Regions from separate parts of the Mus musculus genome. Here regions 2 and 3 are each linked to region 1. A link is a contact called in public HiChIP or PLAC-seq data. All regions are on one chromosome and are shown on one strand. Each heading gives the region's core, a stretch centred on a gene start, on an enhancer-like site or on the middle of the called end of the contact. The rest is flanking DNA. Distances are from core to core; before and after follow the strand shown. Region 1 overlaps Magi3 (membrane associated guanylate kinase, WW and PDZ domain containing 3). Region 2 has its middle 41 kb from the start of Gm5546. Region 3 has its middle 12 kb from the start of Gm5546.

What was found. HiChIP or PLAC-seq counts read pairs in DNA pulled down with a chosen protein or histone mark.
Region 2: a contact with region 1 is called in an H3K27ac HiChIP or PLAC-seq map of heart atrium, with 7 times the contacts expected there. The contact joins two enhancer-like sites. A contact is called at or near these places in 1 of 484 Hi-C or Micro-C datasets (nephron progenitors) and 3 of 115 datasets of contacts at active chromatin or transcription factors (embryonic stem cells and heart atrium).
Region 3: a contact with region 1 is called in an H3K27ac HiChIP or PLAC-seq map of heart atrium, with 6 times the contacts expected there. The contact joins two enhancer-like sites. A contact is called at or near these places in 7 of 39 promoter capture datasets (the HPC-7 cell line, cranial neural crest, frontonasal cranial neural crest and 3 more), 1 of 15 datasets of contacts at CTCF or cohesin (the NIH/3T3 cell line), 1 of 484 Hi-C or Micro-C datasets (liver) and 2 of 115 datasets of contacts at active chromatin or transcription factors (cardiomyocytes and heart atrium).

Annotation. Positions count from the first base shown.
Region 1 is chr3:104,141,276-104,144,411 of GRCm38.p6, reverse strand. All of the region lies in intron 1 of Magi3 (membrane associated guanylate kinase, WW and PDZ domain containing 3), which reads left to right. Among named protein-coding and RNA genes, the nearest start is that of Magi3, 78 kb to the left of the region's middle. Within about 2 kb of position 1,856, at least 25 of the 459 cell types and tissues checked have an H3K27ac peak or open chromatin away from gene starts, as enhancers often do. A contact at or near this core is called in heart atrium, where this site is marked.
Region 2 is chr3:104,317,574-104,320,824 of GRCm38.p6, reverse strand. No RefSeq gene overlaps it. Among named protein-coding and RNA genes, the nearest start is that of Gm5546, 41 kb to the left of the region's middle. Within about 2 kb of position 1,679, at least 61 of the 459 cell types and tissues checked have an H3K27ac peak or open chromatin away from gene starts, as enhancers often do. A contact at or near this core is called in heart atrium, where this site is marked.
Region 3 is chr3:104,370,960-104,373,899 of GRCm38.p6, reverse strand. No RefSeq gene overlaps it. Among named protein-coding and RNA genes, the nearest start is that of Gm5546, 12 kb to the right of the region's middle. Within about 2 kb of position 1,254, at least 10 of the 459 cell types and tissues checked have an H3K27ac peak or open chromatin away from gene starts, as enhancers often do. A contact at or near this core is called in heart atrium, where this site is marked.

The DNA.
Region 1 (3,136 bases), core at 607-3,106:
ATACCAGATTTCCTTAAAATAGCTCTTGAGTAGCATCTTAACTATACAACAATTCTCTCTATATATCCATGTATTTGTATATCCACACACATAAAACACACACACAGTATTGGACCTAGTTGAATAGACTTTCTGAGCCTCGATGAATAAGGAGAGAAATCAACACAGGAAAAAAAAAATCAGTATATACCAGTCTTTTTTAGAAAAATGTCCAAAAAGAGAAAAAACCTTTTGTGGGTTTATGTATGTGTTTCTATACATTTACGTGATCATAGACTACTAGTAGTATATAACAACATAGAAAATGAGTAGTATGTAGTTAACATGAGATGTCACCACAGAACATTATATACTAGAATAGAACTTAAAGAGAAAAGCAAGACTAAAGTATTCCTTAAACCATACTTTGTTTGCCTGTATTACTATTATTATTATTATCATTATTATTTTCAGCAGGAAGATGTATATTTTTCATTTTACTTCAATATTGTAGAATATATTAATCTATGTATATTGAAGCTTTTATGGCAGGTATTATAGATCTTATAATGATAAGTAAGATGTATAAATTCTGTCTTAATGAATCCAAATATCATAATAGTTATGTAAAATATTATGTAATAATTCTGTAATAAAACAATCATGTGAATTCTGTGAAGGAAATAGAGTGTTTTAACGAGGTAAAAGAGGACAGAAGTAGGAACAAGAGTAGATGTCCCTAAAGCATTATGGACAGAGGATTGTTGTGTGCCCTGAAAGCTATACTAATTTGGGCTTAAGAAAGCTCGTTCTGGCTGCTGTGTGGGAATTTGACTATAGGGGGTAGGGAAAAGCAAGGAGGACTATCTTACTCTACTAAGAGACGATGATAGTTGATTAGTACAGTAGTAACGAAATTATCAAGAAGAGAGTCCAGTGTCATATTTCAAAGATAGAGCTTAAGAATCATGAGAAAGACAATGAAGATATTTAAATTAGGTCCAATTTAGAGTCACAGAAAACAAATATTTTATAATTTGAGTGTATTTTCAATATTCTGCAAAACCCTTTAATTGAGGGTACTAAAAAACCAGGAAATTTAAAAAGAAGGCTAGTGACCAAGACTTTTCTTTTTAAAACTTGTTCAAGCTTTATGGTCCCTTCCCCTCTCCTGCTTCAAATAATTGTTTATTACCCCAATTATTTTGGTTTTTATATTTTCTTAGGGCTTGCTTTGGCGCTCACAAAAAGGATTTTTTTAGCCCCATATAAATTATTGTTTTAAGTATTTTAATATATTAAACATTTTCATCTTCAAATGGTCCTATAAGATAGCAAAAAGTGTTTTTCCCTGTTTTGCACATGAGGAGACTACTAGCACCTTTATAACTTCAGATGAAGAGGCTAACTCTTCATTTCAGGACAACAGACCTTATTATTCTCTCTTCTACTTTTTGAGGAAACAACCCTCTAGCACATGTGGGTTACAAGGATCAAGCTCAGGTCTTCAGGCTTAGCAGCAAGGACCTTTACAGCCATTTTCCTAATGTCAGTTCTTCCTCAACTCTTGTGAATTTGTGAAAAGATATGTTAAAAAGAAAAGAAATATGGCATGCAAACATGGAGTGTCCATTGCAATATTTTGTTAAAAGGAAAGAAAGACAAAGATAGATTTAATGAGGTGATGGGAAGAAAACTTAAGGGTAACCACTTTTCTTTTAAAGTTTTCATGTCAGTGTTTTAACCCCTTTGGTCAAACATTTGCAATCCAGGGCATCTGGCCAGCCTGGCTGTTTTTCTCCGCAGGCTCCAAAGTCCTCCAAGGTGATAAGTAAATACACCGTGAAGCTGCCACGGCTCGCCCTGTTTAACTGAACTGGAGAGGACTGTTACAGTTCCCAGTCAGCTGCACTAATTTCTGATAACTGGAGGTGTGAGAAACACAGCTGCTCATCTACCATTTAGAAGGTTGGCAATGGGAGCATAGTGAGTGCTGATGCACCCTTGTTCCTTTCATCATGGACAAATAAACATGAAATTCTTTTCCTTCTTCCTTTTAATAGACCTGTGTCACATTTTATTGTATGCAGAAAGTATATTCTGTAGTGCAAAAGTGAAGCCACACCTAGGATCAGAGCAGAAGGAAATAAATAAGCTGTATTGATCTGTCCTTATCCTACATTGATCCTTCCTACTGAGAAAATGATTGATTTTTTAATTTTAATTTTTTGAGAAAACACCCTTCAAGATTCCTTGTTGGATGCTGTCACTGCTATTTTGAAACAGGAAAACTATTATGCATAAGTTATGTGGAGAACATTTTTAAAATTTTTTCTCTTAAAAATGAATGGGAGGAAATTACACAAATGAATGAATTATAGTATTATTTAGAAGCTATTCCATTTTCACTTAAGCAATCCTAAGATTACACTAGAGAGTCTTTGTGAAGTTTTATTATTATTACTATTAATTATTATAATTGCTTGCATATTTACCAAAATTCTCTGACAAAAGGATTTTTATTGTCAAATTGTTATTTTAAGATCTAGATTTTTTTCTAGCCCCTAAACATCAAAATCACATACAAATTTAAAACTATTTAAGAATATTTACTAGTAACCCTAAAATGGCTAATGCCATTATTATTTTTATTTTCTTATAATTCCTTTTACTGCAATTAGGCTAAATTTTTATTTCCCATTACCAGTGAATACTATTCAATTATCTTTTCATATGAAGAATGTAATTTTACTCATGCTGTTTCTATGGCATCATAATGAAGTTCTACCATAAAATTAATTTTTAGAAATTGTCTATTGTGTTTTCTATATTATTGTTTTATTAGAACTGTGGTTTTTTATTTCTCAATGTGAAAAATGCAGTTTTTTTTTTAAATCAAACATTTTAGGGCTTGAGGGGTAGCTCATGGGTAAAGTGCTTGCTGTAAAAGGGGCCTGAGTTTTATCACCAGCACCCATATAAAAGGTGGGAGTAGTAGCATGTCTGTGGCTCTGGCCCTGGGAGAGTAAAGACAACAGAGATTTCTGCTCAGCTAGTCAAGCTGAATTGGCAAATCCAGATTCGGTGAGAGTCTCTAACTTGAAATGGAAGGTGGCAAGCCATAGAGGCAGATACCTGGCATTGATCTCTGGCCTCC
Region 2 (3,251 bases), core at 430-2,929, 180 kb before region 1:
ATAGCAAGTGACAGAAAGCAATTGACTTAAGCAACAATGGAATGTGTTGGTCTATGGAAACAAAACATCTGAGGGGTAAGCATGGTTTCAGATGAGGCTGATTTCATAGCTCAAATTCCACCTTACGTGGCCATCTTCCACCACTGTCTTGGCTTCCATCCCAGAATCTAAGTGCACAGAGCCCAACATGATGGCGCCAGCCCCAGCCTCCTACAGACCCACGTTTAACAGCATTCCATTGGTTCTAGTAGGGTCCTGTGACCCTCGTTAGTGAATGTCAGTGGCTCACAGTGGCTTAATGATGGTCACATGCCAACCACAGGACCCAGTTTCCATCCAAGCATCAGGGTGTGAAGAGAGGAGGGTTGTTGCCATAAGAAGAAAGAATAAATCTTAAAAACCAACAGTGGCCTTGCTACTTTAGGTGGTATTTAAGATTTTTAAATATTCTTATTCATGATGGGGAGTCTTCCTGTATCTCAGGAATTCCCCCATGGAGGGGGGGGGTTAGTTTGTGATTGTTTGAGGAAGCAGAATGAAGCCAAAGTGTTCCCCCATTTCTCTCTCTCTCTCTCTCTCTCTCTCTCTCTCTCTCTCTCGTCCATTATCCTCTTTGTCATCCCCAGCATTAGTTCAAATCTCTGCGGTGTCTCTCCTCTAGAACAAAATATTTAACAAATAGTTCTTCTAGATCTCTGTGAGGAGTGTTTAATGGAATGTGGGTTTCCCAATTGGATCCTGAACATTTCAGTTTATCTCTCTACATCCCTCGTATATTACACTGGCAATTTTGGTGACCTTAATTTGAGAACCTGACCTCCTTCCAAGGAGTTTGCATTGTTTGTTTATTTAGTGAAGTTGACTATTCATAGTTATTTGTTACCTGCCTGGTGGGCCAGAACCACAGAGAAATCGGAGTCTCTCTGCTTTGAGTGTGTCTATTCCTCTTGTTTCTCATTATTTTTTTAAGCTTCTCCAGAGTCTTTCAAAGTCCATTCCCCACCCACTTCCTTGTTATAGGTTAGCAGCCATTTCCCTTAACTGCATCTCTAGAATCTATTCAGCCACTTAGCGACATCCATTCACCAGGTGAAAATCGGCATTCTTCAATAACTACTGAGTATGCCTGTGTGACTGTGCATGCTAAGTATCAAGACGAGGGATTGGCACTGTGATATGCAGAGTGGTGTCAGGAAGTTATTCCCAGGAGTGGAGCACATTCCTGCTGCCAGCTAATCTCTCTCTTGCTATTCAGAGACTCTCACTTTGTTTAGCTGACGGTTCTGCTACACTTCTCAAAAATTTCACAGGCAGAGCTTCTATTCTGGATTATCCAAAATCAACTAAAAGGAAAAGGGGGAGGGCCACAGGCGTGGGTCTCTCTGGACTTTCCACAAACAGATCTCCATGTCTTATCATGCGACAAAAGCTTCTTCTAGAAGCATAAACAGGAGGGCAGAAATAACTGCTACTGTATCTATAAAATTTAAGTTTATCTGTTATCTGCTTTGACAAACCCCTCCAGCACTTGGTAGCTAAGAACAACAGCCGTTTTATCAGTTCATTATTCTGCAGGTCAGCAGCGAGGGCTAGATGCAGCTGGACATTCGGGGGCTGGTTTCATCAGAGCCATTCATGCGGCTGCAGGCAGCTGGCAACTCAGACGGGGCTGGAAGCCTACAATGCCTTTGCTCGTGTGGATGGGGGTTGGGGTGAGGGGGTTCTGGCTGGTGTCTAGGTTGTTCTCTCCAGCAGGCTGGCTTGTGTTTCTTCACCTACTGCCAGAAAGTTCTCAACAACAAGAACGAGTCAAGCTCAATTGGCAAGTCCGTGTCCAGCCCCTGCTTCTGTCAAATTTGATAATGATCCCATAGGCCAACTCAAGTGGCCAAGTCCAGAGCCAAGGTGGGAGGGAACAGCTCAAATATGTGAGGGTGGGAGACAGGATCTATTTGGGACTGTTACTGTTTTTTAAAAATCCATCATATATATTAAACACCAATATCCTTTCTTTTCTGAAAACAAGATCTACCAGGGAAGATTTAAGGGCAAACCTATTACCAGGAAGAAGACCTGTCAGAGAATTGTAGACACAGAGCAGAGACGTAACCTTTTTATAGACTTATTAGTGCCAAGAGAGCACTGTCTATGTGTTGAGGTATTACCCCAATTATAAAATCAAACCCACTGTAAAAATAGGAGTGTAGAGTTAGACAGGAGCAAGCCGCTCTGGTGTGCACAGTAGGGTGACTGTGCACAGTAGGGTGACTGCAGATAACAGCAATGCATAGTGTATTTCAAAGAGCTGGCAGAGAGAGTTTTGAATGTTTTCACCATAAATGTTAGGTGAGTAGACTGAAGTGTTTGCCCTCATTTAAACACTACACAACTCATATGTCTCAAAATGTTGTGTGGTACTCCATACATATATAAAGCTTACGTTTTTATGTGTCAGTTAAAATACTTGTGCATTAAAAAAAATAGAAGCCAATATGTACATAGACCTACCTAGATATTTAATATACAACTTCAATTAGGACTCTTCTGAAGGACTTAGGATACGAAGGGAGCAAGACGTATTGGCTTCAGTTAGTTCAATGGGTCATCCCAGCCCTAGAGTAGAGAGAATGCTAACAAGATGGTTCTCGTAAGTAACATTTCTAAATCACAGTTTTCAGCTCCTGGCTTAAGATTTGGACCACTCTGTGAGGTGGGTAGTAAATCTTATCTCCATCTTACAAACATGGACATTGAGGTTTAAAACACTTAGCTGGCTAGAGTTCACGTTGCTAATACAGAGGGCTGGGGTCTTGAACTCTGTCTACAGAGCCCCAGAGATTGTCTCCATCTTGAAATTTTTTTTCAACTGCTTTGGACAAAACAGTGATGCCCATGCTTTGCTGTTTCTGTCTAGCCAAGCACTCTCTGAGTGCACTAGAGTACTAATTCTCTCAGAAGGTTTTCTTCTGGAAGCCTCCTTAACATGGAGTCCTGAAAAGGCAGCTTCCATTGTTGTGACAGCGTGAGAGTTGATAATGAGGTTCATTACTTCCTCAGGGAGCTCTGGGACCCTTTCCCAGGAGTAACTCTGGCAAATCCTTTGCATGTACATTGCTGCTGCCGTTGTGTGAGAAAAGTCACACGTCTTTCTGTCTTTACCCAGCACTAAGGCGTTCCTTATGCTTCTCAGTGAAGCAGCTGCTGAACTCAGCCTATCTGAGTTTGATGATGTAAGCAATCCTTCATGCAGC
Region 3 (2,940 bases), core at 5-2,504, 230 kb before region 1:
AGCTCCGATGACAAGCACCTGGGCCTCAGCACCCCAGCCCCTACCTACCCTCCCACCCCCCACCCCCCCACCCCCACCCCCCCACCCCGCCAGGACTGGTGCTGGGCAAGCTGGGCAAGTTGATTTTTTTTGTGAACTGGACTTCAGTGTCACAAAATGGCTACTGAAAGAAGGTCCCCTTTGGAGAAGCTTTACAGATCATCCATGGGTGGGGGAATGAGACAAATGACGTCATGTTCCCACTGAAGAACCACCAGGCATCCAGCATCAGCGGCTTGTGATGTTATGGGAGACTCAACCACACCTTAGGTACTTCCAACCCCACCAACAAAAGTAGACCGTGTTTATTTGAACCTGATGGAGGTGCTAGACCTTACTACCACAAACAGGGACATGGCAAGTCACTGAAGCGTAGACGTGATGAGCACAGTCCAGATTGGGGGATTTCACAGGGCAATCTAATTTATATACAGAAAAAAAAATTCAAGGAAAAGAAGATTTCAAAAGAAGATTTGAAAGAGGGGTGTTTAAATTAGAAGACAATGGAAAGAGATGCTAACCAACAGCAATTGGTGAATTTGATTTGGCTGCGGATGCAAACAAGCAAACCACTTTTTTTTATTGATTCTTTGTGAATTTCACACCATGCACCCTAATCCCACTAATCTCCCCATCCCTCCATATCCACCCTCTGTCCTTGCAACTCCTCCCCAAAAGAAAACAAATAAATAAATCTTGTCTGGGAGGCTGTAGTGTGTCATACAGTATACCATTTGCCCGGCTTTTCTTGCAGATGCCTCTAACCAAACCAATGACTCACTGTAAAGAACATTTGCAAACCTCATTTTAAAGGCTCCTGTAATGTGCCATCTTCTCAAACTGCCACCATCCTAATTGTATCAGCTGTGAAACAACCACCCAACTTGTGAACTGTTGGCACCTCCTCTTAGAAGATGGGGGTGGGAAGAGTCATTGCCCCTCACCTGAGTATCCAGCTACTCAACGCATTTGCACACAATTCTGTCCTAACTGCAGCTGACCTTAAGAGTCTCGAGGAAGACTATGAAGGGAGGTGATAACTCCACGCATGTGCAGTGAGGAAGCCATCATCCATACTAGGTGAAGGCCTTCAGGTGTCACTGTTTTGGAGTCATCCATACTCTGTAAATAAGCCCAATAAACTCATTGGCTCCCCAGGAAGCCTAAGGGTGAAATCATACTTTGGTTTGTCCTTATGTCCTTGGGGGGGAAGAGGGTAAATATTATTCCTATCTCCTTCAGGCAAGGAATTTTGAGAGCACTCTTTACCAGGCATCTGGGGAATGTGAGAGGTGATGAAGTGTCTGAAGTGCCTGAGTGGCTTTCTGGGCAGTGACCGACATGATCAAGGTTACAATTTTGCAAAGAGTCCTTTGAGATCCATGCTGAAATTCAAATAGTGGGCATGCCAACTAGGGTTTACTTCAGAGTGGCCCATGGGATCAGGAAAGTGTGCATGGGTCCAAGGTAAACGGGATGGAGCATTAATTGGCCATCATTGAAGTCTGATAGATACAAGGAATGTGTGTGTGTGTGTGTGTGTGTGTGTGTGAGAGAGAGAGAGAGAGAGAGAGAGAGAGAAAGAGAGAGAGAGAGAGAGATCCATGCATGTGAGTGTGTGGGTTCATACACACAAGCACATGCACATGTTGGAGGTCAAATTTTACTCTTGCCTATTTGCCTTGAGACAGGCTCTCTCACTGAATCTGAAGCTTGCCCTTGACGGATCAAGCATCTTCCAGGATCCACCTCTCTCTGCTTTACTGTGCTGGGGTTACAGAAATGCACAGCAAGCCTGCCTTTTTTATGTGTATGTTGTAGATTTAAATTCAGATTTTCATGTTTGCACGTTACGTGCTCTTACTGAATCATCTCTCTAGCCCTGTTTTCTCTTAGACATGTTGGAAATATTCCATTAGAAGGAAAAAAAGCTGGCTGTGGTGGCATATGCCTGTAGTGCAGGTAGTTTACACTCAGGAGTATGAGACCTGGGCAATGCAGTAAGATGCCCTTATCTCAACCAACCAATCTCAGAATGAGCAGTCATGACTTTACAAGAAATAAGAGAAGTCCCCAGGAAAATGCATTGTCCAGGCTTCAAAGAGGCAGTTCACCCAACAGGGTTAGGTGGTGCTGATGGGTAGAATAGCCCAGTACTGAGGATGCTGCCATGAGTCTCTTCAGAAGGGCCCACTTCTACCCCCACCGTTCTTCAGCATGTGTTGCTGGCCACCCAGGACTGTCCCAGGAATTCCCGAGTCCCTTTACTTCTTGGCTCATTTCTGTGCTACCCTAGAACTTTTAATAGCTCCTCTAAAAGAGACCTTTCAAAGTCCCTGTGACAGATAGGCAGGTGGGTTACACTGTGTACTGTGGTTTTGTGTGTCAACTTGATACTAGCTGGAGTTATCACAGAGAAAGGAGCCTTTGTTAAGGAAATGTCTCCATGAGATCCAGCTGTAAAGTATTTTCTCAATTAGTGATCCGGGGGGTGTTGGGGAAGATCCAGCCCATTGTTAGTGGTGCCATTACTGGGCTGGTGGTCCTGGGTTCTATAAGAAAGCAAGCTGAGCAAGGGAGGGGAAGCAATCCAGTAAGCAGTACTCGTCCATGGCCTCTGCACCAGCTACTGCCTACAGGTTCCTACCCTGTGTGAGTTCCAGTCCTGACTTCCTTTGGTGATGAACAGCAATGTGGAAGTGTAAGCTGAATAAACCCTTTCCTCTTCAACTTGCCTCTTGGTTGTGGTGTTTCACTGCAGCAATAGAAACCCTGACTAAGACAAATTGGTACCAGGGTAGGGTATTCGTATAACAGCCTGATCAAGTCTTTTGGAAGACTGTGGAAGAACTTTGGAACTTTAGGCTAGAAGAGCCACTGGGTATAAGGAGCTCTGTGGGA